Linked DNA regions of Canis lupus: region 2 is linked to region 1. A link is a contact called in public Hi-C data. All regions are on one chromosome and are shown on one strand. Each heading gives the region's core, a stretch centred on a gene start, on an enhancer-like site or on the middle of the called end of the contact. The rest is flanking DNA. Distances are from core to core; before and after follow the strand shown. Region 1 has its middle 35 kb from the start of HERPUD2. Region 2 holds the start of SEPTIN7 (septin-7).

Region 1 (2,598 bases), core at 53-2,552:
AAGTCTAAATCTTAGCGCTGGAGTTAGACCTCCTGCTATGTCTGCAGACCTGGGGGGCCTATCAAAGGCTGTTCTGCCCAAGTTCTGGGCAATGGAAACTGTGTGAGCTGAATGGTAAGCTCATCTAAACGTTGAAAGGATGGGGAAGTCTTGTTCCTCCCCCTCTGAGGGAACTTTACAAATGACCTTGACAGCCCCTCAAAACCTACAGAACCAAATTTTTCACAACCCTCTTTATTTCTCCTTTTGTTTTCTTTCTTTTTCCTCCTTTTTCTTCCTTCTTCATGTCTTTTCTCCCTTTTGCTTCCTGTATTTATTCTTGTCATTCCCTCCTTCTCTCCTGTTTCCCCAACTCTTCTTCCTCTTCCCCAGGAAAGGTGATACTTTGGTTTAGTCACTTAATCAGAGCTGTTTTAAAACTTAAGAAAGATAATGAGGGGATCCCTGGGTAGCTCAGCAGTTAAGCGCCTGCCTTTGGCCCAGGGCGTGATTCTGGAGTCCCAGGATCGAGTCCCATGTCGGGCTCCCAGTATGGAGCCTGCTTCTCCCTCTGCCTGTGTCTTCACCTCTCTTTCTCTCTATGTATATCATGAATAAATAAATAAAATCTTTAAAAAGAAAAAAAAAGGAAAGATAATGAACTGGAAAGGGCCTTGAAAAAGTATACTTTAAACTTACACAATGCTATATGTCAATTATGACACTTTGCTCCATTTTTCCCCCCCACCCCTCTCATGTCCCATCCCTGGCAACCACCAATCTGTTCTAAGAGTTTTTCTAGACCCCACATGTAAGTGAGCTTGTACAGAATCTTTCTCTAGCTGACTTATTTCACTTAGTATAATGCCCTCAAACACTAAGTCTTTTAAAATTGTAAGTTTCTGTAGAGTATATTTTATACCTTAAAAAATGTTTCCAAAAAATCCCCAACAGGGGCACCTGGGTGGCTCAGTGGTTGAGCGTCTGCCTTCAGCTTGGGTCGTGCTCCCTGGGTCCTGGAATCGAGTCCCACATCGGGCTCCCCGCAGGGAACCTGCTTCTCCTTCTGCCTACGTCTCTGCCTCTCTCTGTGTCTCTCATGAATAAATAAATCTTAACAACAACAACAAAAAAATCCCCAACAGGAAGAGACATAGTGAGTGTTAAAAGGTGAGAACGATAAATGTCTTGAGAGGTCAATGTCCCACCCTGACCCATTCTCAGGAGTATTTGTTTCACCAGGAAACAGGGGAAGCTCTGGCTTGAAGTGAAACAGGGCCCCACATAGGCAAGAGCATTGCTAGACCACAGGTCTTGCTCTTAAACCACAACTCCACACCCCAGCCACACATGAGATTGGGGCGGAGCTCTTGCTTCATTCCTGTAATAAACAGGTTCTCACCTTTGCAGTTCTTATGAGCCTTTTTACATAAATATGCACATGTGTTCAGTCTTTCTTAGCGATGGCATTATGATATGAGTATCTCTCTCTTCAGAATCTATTTAAAACTAGGTATTTCAGCTGTTGGAGTGAATTAAAATTATTAAGTACTACATAAAATATATTTTGGTCAGCTGAGCCTAATTTTAGACCATGACCATAGACACTCATCAGCACAACCACTGCCCTCACAGCACTGCAGCATCTGCCTGCCTCTACTGATGTGATTGGCAACTTTTGTGACTTGGAGAGTAGATTCAAGTGTAGCTGCTTGGATAACCAGAACCCAAAAATCTATGAGGGATGATATGGATTCGCTTTCCACCTGGCGTTTTGGACTTGGTTTTAAGCATCAGTGGTTGGAAGTGAGGGCCAGGAAGTGGGGAAAATATTCAGAAGAAACCTTTACTTTTCTCATTCTCAAAGATTATTGCATCAGATCCCAGGTGTTAAGGTGTATAGCACAGACCTGAGAGGCAAGAAGCCTTATTCTCTGCTTGTTTGTGGAATGTCGCTCTGCTCAGACAACCCAAGGGCTGATGGCCTTGGCAGCACCGGGAAAGACTATGGACTTGGCACCAGCTCTCACCAGCATCGCTCTCATGATGGGCGGTTACAGCACTGGCTCTTTCCAAGTGACCCTGCGGGAAGCAGACCAGGAGGAGCCAGAGCAGGAGGGAAAGGACCAGGTGGGTCTGCGTGGTTGTGGCGGCTGGTGTGTAAGCACGAATGACACATCCTGTTGGGGACGCCCTGAAATAGCTGGAGGACACGGAGGTCAAGCTAAGATCCTGTTGTTACTTTTGTAATTTGGACATCAAAAGGAAACACGGCCTGATTTTACATCGTCTGGGAGAACTGGACGTGCTGTAACTAAACTATAATTGTAGTTAATGGGCTACTTTATAAGTAACCTAATTTCACAGAATAATTGGTGGCTTACAATAAAATGAGATTGGTGACTTACAATAAAATAAGGAGGTTATAGCCATTGCCAAAAATGTCTATGGATTGGAAAGATTAATACACAAGCAAAAAAATGTGAATTAAGTTCTGCAAAAAGAGAAAAATACAGAGCTTGGAAAGAATGAGACTTGCTTCATGGATAGCTTATTACCACGAGTTCTAGCATTTCTTTTTTCTTTTTTTTTTTTTCTAGCATTTCTTTTTAAGAAGAC
Region 2 (2,598 bases), core at 60-2,559, 60 kb after region 1:
ACAGCTTTGGTTCATGAATTTCCATTGTTTAGTATCCCGTGTATGTCGATTTGTCCAACCAAGAGCGTGACTTACTCGTCCCTTCTCCTGTAAGTGGACATTTACATTGTTTCGCTATGAACAGTCTTGCACGGGCTCGTGATGATTATTTATATATCATATACATGTGATCCATTATGTAACAATATATTAGATACATTTAATTCCTTAACATGCGGTTTAGCAGGAGAGACACTAACGTGCATGAGCCATGAGCGATACATGCAAAGACAGGCATTAGGTTTCCAGAAAGGTACAAAAGACCGTGGGCTGTCCCGAGCAGGATGAGGCCACACTCCAGCAAAGCGAGCGACATTTAGGGCTACAGTAGGACACCACCCAGTTTCAGTCCTTGATTGCTTTCTCTCGTCCGAGGGTTCCACACGTGCCCGTTCATTTTTTTTTTTGCAACCAGAGCGCATGCAGCTCCACCGGGAGGGAACCCGGGACGGACGGGGTGAGCTAGCACGAGGGTGGCCGTGCAGAGTCCGCAGCAACAGCTGCAGCCGGAGACCTCGGGGCAGCGCCAGGGCACCGCAGTGACAGCTCCGGGCGGACGCCGGGGCAAGCGCCCCCGGGAGTCCCGGAAAGCTGAGCAGACGGGGATGCACGGAGGGCTCAGACACCTGCCTCCAGGTGTCTCTGCACCCGCACCCACCCTGCCGCCAGGTCGGCAGCTGCAACGCGAGGCTCGGACTCGCCCCCCCACCCCGCGCCCAGAGCAGCGGCTTCACAGCCCGGCCTCTTCCCGCGGCGCCTCCTCGCTTTACGCCAACTCCGTAAGCGCGCGCTCAGGCCGACCCCGCCGCTTCCGCAGCTCCCGAGCCGGCGCGCAGTCGCGCGGGGCGGCACTCGCGGGGGCCATCTTTAATTCGGGCAAAACCCCACCCTCGTCGCCCACCGGCCACTCCCTCTCCTCGTCCCCGGGCTTTTCGCCCACACACCGAACGCGCTTTAACCTCAGAAGCAGTGTCGAAGAAACACGCGTAAAGGCCTGACTACCCACGCCCCCCCGCCCCTCCCTCCCGCGGAGGGGGCCGAACCCCGCCGGTTTAAACATGGCGGCTAAACCTGGGCAGCGAAAGAGCGCCGATGCCAGTGAAGTCATGTTCGAAATGGAGAGAGTCGGCGGGGCCGGGCGGGAGTAATCTCGCGAGAGCGGCGCTGGCGTCGGCTGGGCCCGGAAGCCTCGTCGGAGGGGGAGGGGGAGGGGCGGGGCGGGGGCGGGGGCGGAGGAGGGAGCGGGAGTCGGGCGCGAGCCAGTGGCGGAGTCCGCCCGCTGTCGCCTGCGTAAGCGGGGCCGCGACGCGGGGCGGCTGCGCCGCGGAACCGGCGTAGGCGGCTTTGGAGAATCGGCGGGCTGCGCTGCGCCCGGGCTGGTCGCGGCGGGGGGAGGGGATGTCGGTCAGTGCGAGGTCCGCTGCTGCTGAGGAGAGGAGCGTCAACAGCGGCACCATGGGTGAGTCTCAGCTTTGGGCCGCCGCGGCTCCGGGTCGGCGGCGCCGGGCTCGGGGCCGGGCGGGGGGGTCGCGCCGCCGGGCCCGGCTGGGGGAACGCCCTGCGGCGACGCGGGGAGCTGGCGGAGGCGGGTGGGCCCCGGCGGGCCCGGGGCGCGGCGGCGGCGGCGGCGGGCCCGGGGGGAGGGGAGGGGAGGGGAGGGGACGGGGCGGCGGTGACAGTTTGAACTGAATGCGGGGAGAGCCGAGGCGGCGGCGTTTCCTGCGCGGGAGCGGGGGGCCGTGAGCCGCGGCCTCGCCCGCCCGCCCCCCGGGGCGCCCCCTGCCGCCCCCTGCCGCCCCCGCCCCCGCCCGGCCCGCCGCCGCCCGCGGCCCTGTCTCCTCCGGCCGGCGGCTGCCCCCGCGGCGCGGCGCGGCTGGGCTCGTGGGGAGCGGGCCTGGCGAGGAGGGTGGGGACGTGTGTGCGCGCCCGGGCGGCGGCGGGGAGGGAGGAAGGAGGATGCACCAGGCTGGAGCGGCGGCGGCGGCGGCTGCAGAGGCTCCAGCAGCCGCGTCGCCTCCTCGCTGCTGCTGCTGCTGCTGCTGCTGCTCCTGCTCCTCCTCGCCTCTCGGGGTTCCCTTTCCCCAGGCGCGGCCCCGCAGGCCGGTGGATGGCGGGCGAGGCTGGAGCGCGGAGACCCAAGGCGCTGCTTTGGGCTTGATTTTTAGGAAAAAGGGGCGAGAGAACGCCTGGGGAGGGCTTCCCCCGGACCCCCGGACCCCGGGCCCCGCGCCCCCAGGCCTGGAAAGGGTGGGGAGGGTCGCTGGAAAAGGGAGGGAGTTGGAAATACCGGTGATGTTTAAGGACGTTGATTCTTGAACGTATTTCAGTGTTCTCAGTTCTTCTCTCCAGAAGCCCTTTCATTTCCTCTCCTCCCCCACGTATTGGAAAAAGAACAAGGCCGTTTCATTCACATTTTCCACTCCTGAGTTCCATTGCCTACGGTGCGTATAGTAGGAAATAAAGCAACCGAGAGGTTTCGGACACGTTTCCATTTGCCAAGTTAGGTTTTGGGAGTGCACGGTTTCAAGTCTGGTTGGTGTGTGTGTGTTGGTTTTTTCT

The links. A called contact is a pair of places that touch in the nucleus more often than the background predicts.
Region 2: a Hi-C map of blood shows a contact between it and region 1, with 2.4 times the contacts expected there. The contact joins the promoter of SEPTIN7 here to the enhancer-like site in region 1. A contact is called at or near these places in 2 of 9 Hi-C or Micro-C datasets (amygdala and blood).

What each region holds. Positions count from the first base shown.
Region 1 is chr14:47,415,084-47,417,681 of UU_Cfam_GSD_1.0, forward strand. No RefSeq gene overlaps it. Among named protein-coding and RNA genes, the nearest start is that of HERPUD2, 35 kb to the left of the region's middle. Within about 2 kb of position 1,303, at least 4 of the 20 cell types and tissues checked have an H3K27ac peak or open chromatin away from gene starts, as enhancers often do. A contact at or near this core is called in blood, where this site is marked.
Region 2 is chr14:47,474,649-47,477,246 of UU_Cfam_GSD_1.0, forward strand. SEPTIN7 (septin-7) reads left to right here and starts at 1,310. Exons shown (of 14, transcript XM_038557328.1): 1 at 1,310-1,498; 2 at 2,367-2,482. The coding sequence starts at 1,438.